Regions from separate parts of the Mus musculus genome. Here region 2 is linked to region 1. A link is a contact called in public HiCAR-type data. All regions are on one chromosome and are shown on one strand. Each heading gives the region's core, a stretch centred on a gene start, on an enhancer-like site or on the middle of the called end of the contact. The rest is flanking DNA. Distances are from core to core; before and after follow the strand shown. Region 1 has its middle 21 kb from the start of Sec61g. Region 2 has its middle 20 kb from the start of Plek.

Region 1 (5,301 bases), core at 1,861-4,360:
TTTCATTTTGAATTTGGCTGAATTTTCTTATACATTCTATACCAATTTCCTGTAAATTTTATGATTTCTATTTTCTTTGGAACTTAGCATTATTCCATTTTATATATGTACCATATTTTCCTAATCCATTCATCTCTTGACTGATAATTATGTCAGTTCTGTTTCCTTGCTTTAGTGAGTAGATCATCAATATACCCAGGGGTGCATGTATTTCTATGGTACTAGACAGTGTTCTCTAGGTAGACAACAGGACAGCTGGGTCACACTGGTTTCCATAGTGGCTGTATTAATTTTTACATTTACTAGCAGTGAATAAGAGTTCACCTTTATCCTCATCTCCAATAATCTTTGTCAAATTTCTTGATGATAACTATTTTGTTGAAGGGAGAGAGTATTTCAAAGTTGTTTAATTTTGCATTTCCCTGATGATTTGGAGTGATAAACACACTTAAGGACAGTTGGTGGTCATAGCGACTTCTTTTTATGAAAACTGTTAATTTGGTTCATCAGCCTATTTGCTGACTGGCCATTTTATTTTCTTGGTATTTAATTTATACATTTCTTTATAAATTCACCTCCTGTGATGCTTTGAATGCAGTGTTTCTTATTGACTCAGGTATTTGAACTCTTTATCCACAGTTTGGTGGGGCTGTTTGGGAAGGTTTAAGTGGTATAGGCTTGCTAGAGGAAGTCTGTCACTGAAGGCAGGCTTCAGGTGTTTACAGTATCAGCCCATGACCAGTTCTCTCTTGTCAATGTAACTTTTATTCATCTATTGTGATGGATGTCTTGGAGGCTTGCTATATGCTAACCTAGGCCTAGTCCAGGAAGCTTCTAACCTCCATACAATCTTATCTAGGCCTAGAATGTTTTCAGCCTCTGAGACTTAACTGATAAATAAACTCACACTTTCTTGGTCTTTCTGAACTCTTGCTGGTTCAACTCAGTTATCCTGGCTCAAAACTCCTCTACATGCTAACTGATTCAATTGGGCTTCTTTCAACTTCTGAATTGCTTTGCTCTGGATCTCATATTAGCTTTGGCAACATGTTCTAATCTTCTGGCTACTTCTAATTCTCTGGCTCGGTCTGTCTTTCCCTGTGTCTCTAGCTTGTTCTTTCTTCATTCTGTCTCTCAATAACTGCCCCAACAAAACTATCCTCCTCCTCCTCTTCCTCTTCCTTCTCTTCCTCTCCTCTTCTTTTCTCTCCCCTCCCCTCCTCCTCCTCTTTCTCCTTCTCTTCTTACCCTCTCTGGCCTTGCTCTCTTAAGTAGCTTCCCTTTCTTGTCTCTTATCATGAAAGTTGGGCATAACCTATGCCTGACTCATTCTATGAAATCTTTCTCAGATTCATCACTTTTTCTGCCAGTCAATTAGACAATAATTTCAAACATGGGTACAGACTAATTTTACCTTCCTTGTTTGGTTAAAGGTGTGTACTAAGGGCCTATTTGTATTCTAGCCCAGAGGAATTAAAGGTGTGTGCTAAGGTTGACATACACCACAACTAGAAACACGTTTTTTTTTCAGTAAAATAACACAATTTTGGGGTTCACAGTGTGACCAAATATCCTGTTACTCTCTCTAAGTCTCTCTGTCTCTGTTTCTCTCTGTCTCTCTGCTTTGTGTTTGAGACTGAGGATGTCAACTTCAGGCTTTTTCCTCCTGTCACCATATCTGCTGCTTGCCGTCATGCCTGCCCACCATGATGGAATTTTATCCTTCTAGAATTATAAGGCAAAATAAACCCTTTCTTCATTAAATTGCCTTGACCATGATATTTTATGGAATTAACCAAAAAGAGTAACTAATATAGCTCTTTTTCTAAAATATAGCAAACATATTGTTATACCTATTAAAATTCTGTTGTCATATCTCACAGAACTAGAACTAATACTCAATTACCAAAGACCACAGATAGCCAAAGTTAGTCTAAGAAGTAAGATTACAGATGGCATCATCACAACACCCAGTCTCAAATTAGACTACAGAGCTTTAGTGATAAAGACAGCGTAGTACTGGCATAAAAAGCAGATGGGTAGACAAATGCAACAGGATAAAGAACTCCCAAATAAACTAGCAAATCTGTGCCTGCCTAATTATTAACAAAGGAGGCAAACACAGTGAAAAGATAGTCTAGTTAACAAGTGGTTCTGGCCGACTGGATTTGTACTAGCAGAAACTGAATTCATTTATGTTACTTTGTATAAGAACTTATTCTAAGTGGATCAATGTTGATTTAGAACCCAAAATGCTAGAAATTCTAGATGAAAACAGGGGATACTTAAAACACTGGGGCAGACAAGAACATTCTGAACAGCAGATCAACAGCTTGGAAATTACTCTCAAGTATCAACAGATGGGATTAAGTTGTTGGGGTTTTTTTTTTGTTTTTGTTTTTTTTGTTTTTTGTTTGTTTGTTTGTTTTTTTGTACAGCAATGAAAACCCTTAATCAAGGTAAAATCTTTACTAGCCATACCTCTTTTTTTTTTTTTTTTTTCTAATTTGTATTTTAAGGAAGACTCTCACTGAACCTACACCACACCAATTTGTCTAGGCTGCTTAGTCTGCAAAGCCCCAGGGATCCCTGGCCTCTCCTCCCCACACTAGGATTACAGAGATGCCCCACTGCACCTGGCTTTTTCATATTGATTTTGGGGTTGAGCTCAGGTCTTCAGGCTGGCAAGGCATGAGTTTACTAAGCCATATTCTCATCCCAGCCCCCTTTCACTTTTTTCAACATTATGAAACTAAATCTTACAATTTTTAGGTATCAAATATCCAAGGAATTTATACTTGTGTCTTGAGGGCAATTAGATTGCTAATAGGAACTCCAGGATAAATCCTCTACGATGAGGAGAAATCTCAAAAGATGAATTTGAAGCTGGAAGTAGAAGCTCACATCTGTGATTCTAATACTTTGGAAAATGAGGCAGGAAGACTACCAAGAGTTCCAGGCCAGCCTAAAACAATTAATCGCAAAGAGCTGACTCTGATCATGTGATTAGGTGCTCGATGAGTACTTTCAACTAGTGATGTTAGTCACTCACTTTCGCATTTAGCTCATCTGTTCCCTTGGGCAACTTTTACTTTTCTAATTTAGAAGTAGTCCAAATTTGGTCCTGATGCCATGAATATTAGCAGTGTTGACCTTGTCCCAGCGGAAACAACCTCATCATCACCCTTGCTGCCAAAACCAAACAGAACATTCTGTGATCCTACTTTCAGATAAACAAGACAGATTAAAGATTTTCTTGCTGCTGTGGGTAACTGTGCGTGTCTCTAAAAGAATCCCAACACCTTCCTTGGACATCATGAAGCTCTGACTGATAGCAAAGAGCTATCTGAGAGGCAACGCACATCAAGTCTGTAAGTACAGTTCCAAAGCTGGGAATGTGGCCACACCAGGTTTGTATGTCTTACATGGAGAAGCCACGGAAGAACCCCTCACAATGAAGGAATACATATGACACTCTTTTCCCTTTGACTTCTTTCAGTGACAGGGTTTTATGAAACTCAGGTTCCATTCACTACAGGCTCTGGGCCAGTGTCAAGGCCTACTTCTTTTAGGATGAGCAAAACCTTTCTAAATTTCACTTGATTTTCACTTGTGCACTTTCTAATTTTTCATTCTATTTTTCTTTTGCTCATTCATCGAATATTTCCCAATTCCTGTTCTACGTGACTATGCCTGATACTCTCAGCTAATAATAAACGAGATAAAGGCCTTTTTTTTTTTTTTTTTTAAACAACAAAGCCACTTCCCCAAACAGGTACTTTACAGATGTTCCTATACATAGGCACAGATATACAGAACATCTTGACACAGTGCTTTTTACTGGGAGTTAAGGAAAGAAGTAAGTGTGGAGGTTTGGGTGGGAAGATGCGTTGTATTAAAGAGACCGAAAATAAACTGGAACCACAGTGACTGAAAGGGAAATGGGAGGACTGCAGCGAGGCAGTCAGGAGGTCCACAGGAGCATAGATTTTAAGTTAGCTGCAATAAGAAGCTGTGCAAGAAGCTAAAGGGAAGGACTCCAGATTGGCAGCATATTAAGAGTTTACACCTGGACCTGGAAGAGAAGAGCATGGTAGGGTGGTACAGGAATAGAGAGAAACTTGCAGGAGAATGCTGCAGCCTGCTGAAGCCAGGGAGAAGGTGCAGGAACTGACTGGTTAGGACTTCTGGGTGACCATCAGCTAGATGTTAAGGGGAAGGATACAAGAAAAATCATAGATGATGTTGGACAGAGTACATCTGCTTTCCTTTTATGTGTGAGAGGACCAGCTTATAAGGAAAAAGTTGGTTTGGTTTTGTTTCTCACACTTTTGGTCTACGATAAGTTGGCTTCAGCCCTGAGATAAGACAGTGCATCATTCAACAAGTATGCTTATGGAGAAAAGTGGATCATGTCATGTCCAGGACTCAACCAGAGACAAAGGAAGAGAACAGGGTCCCATAGTCCTTTTCAAATAAGTGACCTTACTTCCTTCTAATAGACCCCACCTCTTAGCAGTTCATCAATCTTCCTGTGGCATGAACATTTGGGAGCATGGGCCCTGCAGGGATGTTCAAAATCCATATTAGCTGAGGGAATATATGTATTCTAATGACTGATGTATACAACCACATGATGCCATGTCCAGGTGACTGAGATATGTGAGGGGCTGCAACATGAAGATCAGCACAGTACCATGTAAATGGGAAGCCCTAGAGACCAGTGTTTAAGAAAGGCAAGTGATTCTGAGATATCCTTGGGAAGTTCTCATCTTCCAGCTTATCACATGGTGTAGACATATGAAGGTCCCCCTTGGAAAGGTTTAGCAAACTACTGTTGCCAAAAGAAATGGACAGAATTTAATCTTCTACCCAGATTCAGAAGAAAGGACAGAAAATATGAGCAAACCTTGTGAGGAGCATGCTCACATCCCTTTATAAACATTCAGGACCAGAGCCCTGCACTCACTTGGAGGTTTGCCACTGGAATTTATCTCAGAAGCAGAGAATTAGTCACAGGATTGCAGGTAACCACAAAAGAGAGGAGGGACACAAACTAATCGCATAATGAGACCTTGAGTGCCAGCACTTGCACAGAGCATCTGTTAATCTTACAAACAATCCCGTGAGAAAGATGTGGCTTCCTTCATCTTTTAGAAAAGCAAACTAGAGCTTAGAGCCACTTGGGAACAAGCTCAAAGAATTATGCACAATATTCAGGGCAGGCTGAGTCTCTATCCTGGAGTACCATAATTACAATCCACAAGTCCCTCTCTCACAGACCAGAGACTTTAACGGTAA
Region 2 (5,574 bases), core at 1,011-3,510, 500 kb before region 1:
TGGGTGGGTGTGATGGGGGTGTATCTGGAAGGAGGTGGGAAAGGGGAAGAACATGTTCAACATATAATGTATGAAATTCTCAAATAGCTAATGAAATATTAATGTAATTTAAGGGTATAATATCAGTGAAGAGATAACTGCCTGTGTAGTAGGGGATTAGAACCATGCAGTCTTACCATTCTTCACCTTGGATCTTATCTTATTCATTCATTATTTAAATTATATATTGGCTGAGTGTGGTGATGATGTATCCTAGATCATGGGAATCAGAAGCAGGCAGATATTTGAGTTTGAGGCAGGCCTGATTTACAGAGTGAGTGCCAGTGCAGTCAAGGTTACACAGAAACATTTAATTTCAAAAGGACACAAAACAAAGCAAAGCAAAACAAAATAAAATAAAACCTGTCTGTACATTCTCTCTCTCTCTCTCCCCCATCCATCCACACATCCATGTATCTATGTATGTATCCATTGTATTTATTATCTATCTATCTATCTATCTATCTATCTATCTATCTATCTATCTATCCATCCATCCATCTATCTATCTATCTATCTATCTATCTATCTATCTATCTACCTATCTATCTTCTGTAATCATTATCTACACACACACACACACACACACACCACATGCATGCACACGCTGCTATTAATATATGCCAGATCCTGTTTTGAATGCCGTTGATTCAGTCTGCCTTACAGGATGCATTTTCTCATCACTAGTTGGAATCACCATCTGAAACATGGTGAGACAGAATGAGACTGTGCTATGTGCTAAATCAATTTTATCAACAGAAATAGGTTGGTGACAAAGGCATGGGAACATTAGTGGTCCAGCTACTGAGTGCTGAGATACAAATGCAGTTTGCATTAACCAGGAAGAGGAACATAAGACTCATTTTGAAACATAAAAGGACTGCCTTGAATCCTGCCTGTTTTTTAAAATTGTTATTATTATTATTATTATTACAGAATTTTACCAATATCAGCCCAATGTTAAATGTCATTTGGAATTTATAGTGAAAAAGACAGGCAGCTTACTCCTATACATTATTTGTCATTTGTGCAAGAAAGTGTTTTAAAGGTTAACCACTGAAATGCTATTATTTGTTGAATAATAATTTGACTATACTTCAGAGTATATATATATATATTTCCTAGAACACACACTCTAAAACTTTGCCAAAAAACTCAACGTTTGTCTCAGTCTGTGGAATGAATTTACACAAAGGAATGTTTAAAGGATTATCTCCTGAGATATGTGTGTGTGCACATGTGTGTTCTCAGATTTTCCAAGTTTTATTTATGAATGACTAAAGCTTTCTACATGTCTCCTATTGTTGTGACAGTCTTTGGAATGAGGGTCTTTTCTACTTTGGAGTAAAGTCTTATTTCTTTTCCTGAGATTTGTTAAGAGATTAAAAACTCTGTGCCATAAAAATCTATACAAAAAAACTCTGCTAAATACAAAATCTAAATTATTCTAGAATATTTTATTGAGTGCCTTCCATAGTATGTATGTATGTATGTATGTATGTATTTCTTTCCCTAGTTGGAAATACCATGCAAAAACTAAAAGCTCAAGAGAGCTTTATTTACTAGGTGAGCAGGTGGATTTGGGGGAGCCAATGTCAATGTCATGAATCATTTATCTTGGGTGCCAATCAAGGTAGCCTAGAGGTGACATCATGTCAGGCATTGTTGAGTCTGTAATCTCTGGAGTGAGGCAGAGCTCAACCAAGTCTCACTTTTCATCCTTCTGAATTGTGCTTCTTTTGGCAAGTTTGTTAACTTCTCTCATCTTGCTGCCCCAACTATAAGACAAGGAGAATAATAACAATGGTAATCGTTACCTCATTAAATTGAGGGGACTAAATGAGATTAAAATTAGAGAACACCACTTCATGGGACTTGCAGAGTCTAGGAATGGGAAAGAAAATCACAGGTCATCCAGTGGAGTCTTTGCAACTGTATTTGATAACTATTTAAATAAATCCAACTATTAACTTTTCCTCCATAGAGTATCTTTAAAGGAATTAGTGATTTGAATAATAATAAAAAATTATGTATGCATGTTTTAAATGTTAGCATTCTAATACTTTCATAATCAAGTCATGTTCTGATGTTTCGTTTCACTGGGATTCATTTGGGAAGAAACTCATCGATTTCTCTGAGTCTCACTACTAAGTCTCGCCAGTGCCTGGTGACCACACCCAGATCTCCATGGTCCTTTGCAGCCAAACAATAATAAGCTAAAACCGTGACTGTTGTTGCTGTGAGGAGCATGAGGTGCTGACCCAGGAATACGAGATTTGAGCTGATGATGTCAGTAGCTTCTAAAATAGCTTACTTAAAAAATCTTGCAGTGACCTCAGCTGCACTTAATCCCACTAGCTCATGTGGATGGGAGCAGGAAATGTAAGACGGGCAAGTGATACCTGGAGCTCCAAGCTGATGTGTCCTAGGAAGCTGGTTTTATGAAATCACTTGTCTCAAAACGTGGAAGAATCAAGACATCCTTAGTATCTAGTGACCACCATGCAGCTGTAGACATATGTCCCTGGCTGTGTGAGCCTGGGGAAGCATCAGGCGCACGTGGTGTTTCTCAAGTTCTGTGAACTTTCCGTGATGACAACTCTGGCCCCCTTCAGTGTCTTTTGAGTATTTTGGAGATTCAGCAGATAACTCTGTGGAACCAGAGACAGTGATAGTACACACTGTGTTTCCTTTCTTCCTTTAAGCATTCATTTACATTTTAATTCTTTGACAATTTCCTAAGTGCATGTAATGCATTTTGCTCATCTCACCCTCACATGCTTCTCTCATGCTTCCCACCCCCATAGAACCCCTTCTGTTCACAAGTCCCTTCCCTACTACTTTCTTGTCACTGTTGAGTTTAATAAGGGCTGCTTGCATGAGCAAGGGTGAGGGCTTATTTACCGGCATAGAGATTAGTGACTTATGGCTATAGTACTAAAGGAAAGGATTTTCCCTACACCAGCAACAAATAACGGCCATTAGCTCCTCAGTGAGGGGTCATGAGCATATCAACCATGGATGATAGACTGTGATGGGTTTTGTCTTGTGCAATCAATTGTTGTGATTTCAGGAGTACAATGGTCATGTCATGTTTAGAAGATAGTATTTTGCAGCACTCTGCATTTTCTGCCTCTCTTACATAATGTTCTCTGAGCCTTAGAGGAGGGTATATACATGTCTTGTTTAGGGCTGAGAACTCAATACTTGCTTATCCTCAGCACTTTCAGGTGTGAGTCTCTGTGTTAACCATCACCTGCTGCAGAAAAGCATGTATGAATAAGACAGAGAGAAGCACTAAGCCATGATTAGAAACAAAAGTGTTTACAAAGCAGTTTGATACCATGTCCATTTAGTAAAATGACAGAAAGTTGCCTTTAAGGGTCTAGGACCTCCCCATGTATGGGCTTTTGACTAGATTGACAGAACAACTTGTAACTTCCCTCTTGAGAAGCAGGCATCCAATCTAAGCAGAAAGAAGAGGTAAGTTACCCCCCATGGCAATCATGTCATTATTTTACCAGTGGGCACCTGGGAAGATCGCCTGGAAGGTTGATACTATAGCTCATAGTGTTCCAAATAATTTTAGGTCATTGATGGCTTGTCTCTTCCAGAAGGATGAATAGCATCTTCTAGCTATATATAAGGTAGCCAACAAGGAGAAAGCTTCCTTCTCAGTCCCAAGTTAATTTCCTACAGTTTGTAATAAAAGTTTTTGGTACCTTCAGAAATGGGGTCTTATCATATTGTTCTTATGGGGAACAAAGAGCAATTACAAAAGCTTGTGTCATTTTGTGGACCTCCCTGACAGGGTACAGAGAGTAGAAAGATATACCTGGCAGTGAGACTTTTCACTTAATAGCCTATGGCTTCTGGGATCTGCATTATATATCCATGTAGGATACCTTATAAGAAGTTTAAGCTTTTAAAAATTGCATTTTAAAATTAGCTTATAATAGTGCTTTTATAATCCTTAGTTTCCATTAATTCTCTTTGCCACTTACCCTCCTTCTTTCCGCCACTTTCATCCTACTTCAATTTTTTGACACCAAGTATTTGCAATTCTGTTGTATCACATATATTCTCTCTATATGTACCCTCTCTAAAAGCTTCTTTCCCCTCTGTCAATGTCACTTTTTTGCTTTATGGCTTCTCTATGCTACTCAAACAGAAATAGAACACTTTTAAGGTTAGTTTACACATATGAATTAACATGCAACATGTTTCTATTGGGAGTGAATTATCTCACTCTGTATAAATTTCTCTAGTCCCACTCATTTTTCTGATAATTTCATTTTCCTCAGTTGCAGTGAAACTGCTGGATTGAAGATGTCATAAAAAGAGGCTGAGGCTTGGCACTATGTTGGCAGGATCTGAGTTTGTGAACAACCCAAAATAGGCCATTGTTGAAGGGATAGCCTCAGTTGTAGTGGAAACCTTAGCATACTGGAGATGTCATGACTGTAGAATGACTGTTAAGGACAGTGGAAGGGTTGGGTAGAGCCTGTCTGACTCTACTTGACAAGCTGTGTGTATGCTATGGATGGCAGAGCTGGAGATGTGGGTCTCCTCAAGCCAGGTAATCTCAAGTGAGTCTCAGATGTCAGACGTTGAGCTTGTTATACCTCTGGATACATGGTTTCCTTTGACTTGACTGTAGCCATGCTTTACTTATCTTAGACTGAGAATGTAGATAACTTGTGTTTTATTTTACATGTGTCCACAGTTAAGAGACTTTGGATTTTTTATGAGAACTCGGCCTTTTCAGTGTTTGAAATCATTTAAAGACAGTGAAACTTTTAAAGTTGTAGTATAGTTTACATAGTAATATGAACATGAGATTTTGGGATAAATAAGTAAAAATATGTTATAGCTTAACAGTCATATGTTTGTGTTTGGATTTGACAGTTGGCTGTGTTAATTAGATTTTATCAATTTATCACTAACTAGAGTCATCTTGGAAGAGGGAAACTACATAGAAATATTGACCCCATCAGATTGGCTTATGAACATGTTCATATGACATTTTCTTGACAGCTAATTAATGTAGGTGGGACAAGCTAATTGATGCTACTGAGCCTGGGATCTATAAGAAATGTAGCTGAGTAAACCAGTCTACTCTGCTTTCAACTGAGAATTCAAGGGTTACTTCTTCGTACTTTATCAGAGTTCAAATTGGATATCTGTTTTTGTTGTCGGTGTTGTTACTTCTAAAACATTAGTTGGTATTGTTAAAGGACATAACAAAATTTAAATACTCATTTTTCAGTTTGGAAAATTTTCATAGATTTAATCCTCTGGTGAGTCTCTCGAACAGGAAGCAACTTGAACTCCTTTTGATATTGTTAATGCTATCAATAATCTGATTCTAGTTATTCTTTTCAGGATTCCATTGTGACCAATTCCCATTCAACTGTCAGGATCTCTATAATTACAATCCATAGAAATTTCAAACAAGACCAAAGGAACCACTCAGCACCCATCTCAGGAATTGGGTGTTTTAATCTATGACAGATGCTGGCTTAACTTATTTTC

Evidence for each region. HiCAR-type assays count read pairs that join an accessible place to other places.
Region 2: a contact with region 1 is called in a HiCAR-type map of fibro-adipogenic progenitors, with 5 times the contacts expected there. The contact joins two enhancer-like sites. A contact is called at or near these places in 1 of 15 datasets of contacts at CTCF or cohesin (pro-B cells), 16 of 484 Hi-C or Micro-C datasets (B cells, the Ba/F3 cell line, CD4 T cells and 11 more), 4 of 115 datasets of contacts at active chromatin or transcription factors (bone marrow-derived dendritic cells, embryonic stem cells and fibro-adipogenic progenitors) and 2 of 9 other capture datasets (adipose tissue and liver).

What each region holds. Positions count from the first base shown.
Region 1 is chr11:16,526,385-16,531,685 of GRCm38.p6, reverse strand. No RefSeq gene overlaps it. Among named protein-coding and RNA genes, the nearest start is that of Sec61g, 21 kb to the right of the region's middle. Within about 2 kb of position 3,110, at least 12 of the 459 cell types and tissues checked have an H3K27ac peak or open chromatin away from gene starts, as enhancers often do. A contact at or near this core is called in fibro-adipogenic progenitors, where this site is marked.
Region 2 is chr11:17,025,902-17,031,475 of GRCm38.p6, reverse strand. No RefSeq gene overlaps it. Among named protein-coding and RNA genes, the nearest start is that of Plek, 20 kb to the right of the region's middle. Within about 2 kb of position 2,260, at least 3 of the 459 cell types and tissues checked have an H3K27ac peak or open chromatin away from gene starts, as enhancers often do. A contact at or near this core is called in fibro-adipogenic progenitors, where this site is marked.